Regions from separate parts of the Mus musculus genome. Here region 1 is linked to region 2. The links are chromatin contacts, called in public HiChIP or PLAC-seq maps. All regions are on one chromosome and are shown on one strand. Each heading gives the region's core, a stretch centred on a gene start, on an enhancer-like site or on the middle of the called end of the contact. The rest is flanking DNA. Distances are from core to core; before and after follow the strand shown. Region 1 has its middle 12 kb from the start of Gm32141. Region 2 has its middle 9.0 kb from the start of Lyz1.

Region 1 (3,043 bases), core at 45-2,544, 130 kb after region 2:
TCGCCTCCTGGAACTCCAGACGAGTTCTTGGTCATCTTTTGCCATGATTTTACCAATCCTCAGAGCAGCAAAGGTATTTCTTAGAAAGTCCCAGGTAACGGGTGACCTGAACCTGGAGCCAATAACTTGAAGAGGTTCCTAATGTGTCCAGCCCTGTTCCAGGCAACCTGCGTGTATTTCTTCATCTAATTCGTCCAATAGTGCCATGAAGTAGGTCCTTGCTAGTGTTAATTCAGCACTGAAGAAACCAAGCAAGGCTGGGGTGAGGGGTTGGGGTTGGGGTTGGGGGAGCTGGCAGAGTGCTTGCTAAATTTGTGCAAAGTCCACAGCTCAATTCCCTATTCTCCAGAAAGCAGGTATGGTCGCACGTGCCGGTAATCCCAGCACGCAGGAGGATCCGAAGATCCAGGCCATCCTCAGCTATATAGAAAGTCCAAGGCCAGCCTGGGGTACTTGAGACCCTGGCTCAACACAGATGAGTAAGTTAATTAATAATAAAAAAGTTTAAAGAAAATAAAAGAAATCAAAATGCAGAATGTTCAAGTAGCTTGTATGTGCTATCAGACAAGAATTTCAACAAGCTGTCTAAATCGAGGGATCCTTTAAACTAATATTTAAGAATAGCCCATACAGTGTGTTCAGACGCCTCTTATCTGTTTAAAGAGCCGGCTCAAACCAGCCTGGAGACAGAATATTTTCAAACGTGAACCATCTGGTTGTTACAAGTCAAACCACAGGAAGCCTGCATTAGAGTTGGCTCTCCGGTTGACTGTGCCCAGCCTCTCTCTCTCTGGTTTCCGCTTCTCTTTGAGTGTTGACTTCATTCTCTCAAATAATGGCGGTGCTTCAGACTTGTTTTCAGTGTGCTTATTAAAGAGTACCCTCAGGATCAGCTGCAAGACTGGGCAGAAGAGGAAGTCAAGCCACGATGCTCTCAACCAGGGTCAGCTCAGTAAGAGCTTCAGAATTCTGCGCTAACAAAGAGACAGAGTAAATAAAAATGACCCGAAGGCCTTCCCGTGGCCCGGAATCTGACCTCAGCAGTGACAGTATATGACTTTGTTGATTGTGCTGACCTCTATCATTGAAATGTCCCGAGGGACTGAAGAGCACGCATACCAATGAGAGAAAAATGTCACTGCGACGAGGGCCGGAATCTTGCGACTCCATCAGGGAGAATTCTCCCTTTCATGGTGGCTCCCAGATCTCGTTTAGCCTGTAAGCTAACAAGAAGAAGAGGCGGTCAACGCACACGTGGTGGCCATCACGACAAACGGGATGACCTAAGAGACAAACGATTAGACGGCAGCGCCACCGTGTGGTAGTCCACGTCCTCACCGCAAGCTGAGGTCGGAAGAGGGTGTCTCTGTGATCAGGAAACGTGCAGTTTTTGTGACATACAAGCAAAGGGGAAGGGCAGGTCCGCGTCCCCACACTGGATTCATATTTTCTGGATTTGTTGATGCCCTCCCCCAGTTCTGATCTTGCTGGCCTCTGTACTGCCTGCCTTACCTATCTGAACTGACCGTGTACCTGTGAGCATCCAGTGTAATATGTTTATTCCACACAGATTAATTTCAAGTCCTCGGGGCAGTTTTCCGTCTGCTCTGTGCATAGTGCACAAGGCTAATACAGTTACAAGAGCCCAGAATGTGGCGCCGGCCCAGCTCTCTGGTGATGCTGCTGCACGCACACACGCGGCACTATGCTGACACCTTCCTTTTCTAGATCTCTTGAATAATCCACGTTGTTCTGCTCTGCATCGGCCTCCTTTAGATACTCCAGGAACTGCTAAACACTCGCTTCTCTCTGAGGACACGTCTAGTTCTTGAGCTCCTTGCTTCAGTTTAAAATTGAACTACCTGGCTCACCCACTCTGCGTTTTCACAAGATGCCTGGTTACCTACCATTTAGTCCAGGTTCTGCCGTTAGGGGTCCCACGCTCTGTTTAGCCTTTGAGCGGCAGGTCTAACACTGGATCAAATCTCCTTGCTGTGGCTGGCCTTTGGCCATCTGTCCCAGAAGGGCAAGCCTTGTTCTCCCAAACTCCCTCTGTCCTCTCTGGATTCTTCCGTATCGCCAGCATCTCAAGTAGAAGAACCCAAACTCTTGCTGAAGCAAACCTCCACCCATTCCAGAACAAAGCCAGGGCGGTCCTCAAGCCAGCCAGGTTTCCCCGGCTATGGGCATCTGTTTTCCATGGCATGGTGGCTGCACCAAGAATGAGGTCCTCTCTCCGTTAAAGGGCACACCCTTCAGAGAGGACCTGGAGCACAGGACTCTCCTGTGTCAACAGCAAGTGTCTGGGATGTGATGCACTCAGTCAGCACTTTGGTCCATTGTTGAGTAGACAGAGCACTTCCGGGGAACATCGTGGAGGGATAGGGGACAATTACACTGAGAGCATTAATGCATTCAAGTTTTACAGTAGGGTTGTTACTTCTATCCACAGGTTTCTAAGCATATCTCTCTGTGTGTGTGTGTGTGTGTGTGTGTGTGTGTGTGTGTGTGTGTGTGTGTGTGTGTGTAAATGTATGCATTCCACGGCAATTGTCTATTGAGTTTGCTCCTGGATTACCTGACTCCTCTCATCACCTCCAGGTCTAATTCTTAGCAACACGAGGACGATATTGCGCCACCTACTGTCCAAATGTGTCCTGCCCTTTCTGCTTCAAATTCTCCTCTCATTAGACCTAAAATAGCGCCCTCGTCCCCACTCCCAGCCCCCTCTGGCTGCCTCTCACGGTTGGGTTTGTAATTTCCACTTGGCCTTTACATTTCCATCCAGCCCCGTGGGCAGCCATCTCTAAGCCTGGTGTCCAGCTGAGCTGGCTTTTATGCGCTCACAGCAGCCCTTCCAGGTGCCCACGGTGGTGGTCCAAGGATCGCAGCAAACCGGACTGCTTATGTAACTAGAGACATAAATTGGTCCCAGGAGTCCTGCAGCGAGTTACTGAAATAACATTCTCTTTATCACAGGCCCGTTTCCACAGGGCCTTTTTACGGGGTGCTTATGCAACAGCCGCCCCGTCAGCAGAAGTCC
Region 2 (2,897 bases), core at 367-2,866:
ACTGAAAAGATGGCTCAGAGATTAAGAACATGCAGAGGACCAGGGTTTGTTCCTACCACACACGGTGGCTCACAGCCATCTGTAACGTCTGTTCCAGGGGATTTGGTGCCCTAGTCTGATTGGTATGCACCAGGCACACACATGCTGCACATACATACATACATGCAGGCAAACAATTTGAACACATAAAATAAAACTAAATCTTAGAGGAAAAAAAGGAAGTGTGTGACAAGAAAAACCCGAGGAAGATTGAGAACAGTCCACTGAACAGTAAGGAAGAGGAGACTGAAGGGACAGGGGCAGACCTAACTACTGAATCCCCAAAGCAATGGAATCTACGACTTAACCCCAGGGACAAGCAGAAGCTATTTATGAACAATAAACTGGGGAGTGATAGGCTCAAACTTTTTCCTAAAAAATCATGTATAATTGGACTCTAAGAGAGCAGCTATATACCTGACATATCTGGGTGCTGGAGAATATTAGGCTATGGGAAGGGATAAGAGGCACCAGGAGACATTTCTTAAAGTGTATCATCAAGAGTTGGTCATTATCTAGACTATATGATTATAAATGAAAGAGAAGCAATACCTTTAACTATCAAGTGTTCAAAGGAGCAATCACTTAAACTTTAAAATTCTCACAAGTCATATGCATAAATAGACATTTTACAGATGAATAGTAGTACGCTGTGGGGAGGGGTGGCGTGTAAAGTGTCATACCCAAAGAAACGCTGTAAGTGGCTCAGGTTTAGATTCAGGTCATTTCATTTCTCTTTTGTATCTACCACACATCCTTGTAAAAATAGAACTGAAAGGGGAATATGTTCTTTAGGGACTCAATTCTAATCCTTGACACACGTAAGGTGTCTATTTATCCATCCCAATTCTCACCCTACACACTGTAAGGCACCCTTTTCTGTTCCTGACACCATTCTGCATACTATATCTATCAATATCTATATAGCTCTATAGCTAGCTAAGCTAGCTCTATATCTACCTGTATCTACTTATCCACCTATCAATATATCTATTGTATATATGTATGTATATATATATGTAAAGACGTGAGTTTTCAGGATGAAGAGTTGGCTCTGTGGTTAAGAACACTTGCTTCTCTTGCAGAGAAACAGGGTTCAATCCCCACCACCCACACGATGGCTCACACCCTTCTGTAACTCCAGTCCCAGAGACTCTGACCTCTAAGGGTAGATGGCTCTCATAGTGCACAGACATATGTGCAGGCAAAGCACTCCCACACAGAAAATAACAAAGATACATCTAAAAAAAATTTTTTTTAAAACCTAAGCTTGACTTTTCTTTTAAGTTGTTTGTCTAGTGTAGAGAATACCACTAAGCATCTGGAAAGAACTTGTGAATAGATATCCCTGCTGTTGATAAACTCATCAGAGCATTACACCTTTCTTTATGAGCACTTCCTCAATTCTCCATTGTTTTTGTTATCTTAAGCTTTCAGGACCAAAGCAAATTGGCTGAAAGTTTTCCTCTTTGTACATTATACTCAGATGTTTCCTTCCTACTTTGGTTATGTCATAAGATCCACTTCTGAACTTACACAATGACTGGGTATTACACATCAAGAAATATAATTGGGAAATTATCGTGCAATCTCTAAGTAAAATTTCCAACATGTTATGAAATCCAGTCTTATTTGCAAAGATCTTAAGTGTTCCCATTTTTGTTTCCTGTTTTCAAGATTTCATTTCTGTATTCAATGTGATCTTTGTATCTGAAGTTCCACATAATGTTTCCACTTGTGTCTACACAATGGTATACTCATTAAATTCACATTCTTTGAACTAAAAATTGCTTATTTCAACTTCCAAATGAGTTGTAATAAGAGGGAAGATTGAGGAAAGTCAAATTTAGAAACATAAAGTGCTTTAACTTCTTTTCTTTCCCCCTTTGCTTGGTCCTGGGCATCAAATCCAATTTTGTTCATTCTCAACACCCATTATACCACAGAGCCACAGCCTCAGCCCAACTTCTTAGCAACAGTAATTTGTATCTACTCATACAAAAGAAGACAGTCCCCTCTTCCTTTTGGACATTTAAGTTAATTGATCAATGATGATCAGGAGAATTTAAAGTTCTTTGTTTTCATATTCTTGGGATGGAGCACAGGTCCCCACAGACACTGGGCAAGCAAACCACCACTGAGCTATCGATAGCTCTAGTCAGGTGTTTACTTTGACTGTGTTATTCCACTCTTCCTCTCTCCTACAGCTCTTGGAGGTGTCTCGTTGCTTGCATGGGACAGTCTATATCTTAGTCAAGTGGAAATTGAACTCACAAACACAGCACCATTTATACATTTTTTAAAAAAACTTTTCTAGAGGTCAGATGTTTTTATTAGGGTGAGGAAACACACACATACAGCAGGCACACAGAGAGAAAAGATCCTCTAGAAAACAGCCTGGGGACTTGGGAAGCTGAAGTCTAGCCTCTCCTTGAGGGCTTTTCATTTTAAGTCTTTGAAGGGTCTTCTTCCCCTAATTTAGGATTAGACAGTTTGAAGAAAGATTTGCTTCAAACTGTTGTATAAGCATGTCCTAATGTGGCCTTTGAACTTTTTGGGCCAGTCCATCAGTAGAAGCCCTATTGGCAGAAGAAAAGCCCATAAGGTCTTTGTTTTAAGCTGCTGGCTTTTGTCTCAGGTCAGGAGGGTAAGGAAGAAGTTGGCCATCTTAGAAGTTCACCATCTTCATGACCTAGACACAGCCCCTCTCCCTATCCGTCTGCCCATTAGGGAATCTGTCTAACTCCTAGTCCCTCATTTCCCCAAGGTCATCCTAAATGTTAAAGGTTTGGAGAAAGCCCTAATTGTTTCCAAGCTGGCAAAGATGATACAGAAGGAGCAGCAGGCAGAGCACCTCA

What was found. HiChIP or PLAC-seq counts read pairs in DNA pulled down with a chosen protein or histone mark.
Region 1: an H3K27ac HiChIP or PLAC-seq map of acute myeloid leukemia shows a contact between it and region 2, with 3 times the contacts expected there. The contact joins two enhancer-like sites. A contact is called at or near these places in 2 of 39 promoter capture datasets (both in embryonic stem cells), 2 of 484 Hi-C or Micro-C datasets (nephron progenitors and trophoblast stem cells), 6 of 115 datasets of contacts at active chromatin or transcription factors (the HPC-7 cell line, T-cell acute lymphoblastic leukemia, acute myeloid leukemia and 3 more) and 3 of 9 other capture datasets (adipose tissue, embryonic stem cells and liver).

Annotation. Positions count from the first base shown.
Region 1 is chr10:117,434,272-117,437,314 of GRCm38.p6, forward strand. No RefSeq gene overlaps it. Among named protein-coding and RNA genes, the nearest start is that of Gm32141, 12 kb to the right of the region's middle. Within about 2 kb of position 1,295, at least 152 of the 459 cell types and tissues checked have an H3K27ac peak or open chromatin away from gene starts, as enhancers often do. A contact at or near this core is called in the HPC-7 cell line, acute myeloid leukemia, adipose tissue and 1 more, where this site is marked.
Region 2 is chr10:117,300,380-117,303,276 of GRCm38.p6, forward strand. No RefSeq gene overlaps it. Among named protein-coding and RNA genes, the nearest start is that of Lyz1, 9.0 kb to the left of the region's middle. Within about 2 kb of position 1,617, at least 49 of the 459 cell types and tissues checked have an H3K27ac peak or open chromatin away from gene starts, as enhancers often do. A contact at or near this core is called in the HPC-7 cell line, acute myeloid leukemia, adipose tissue and 1 more, where this site is marked.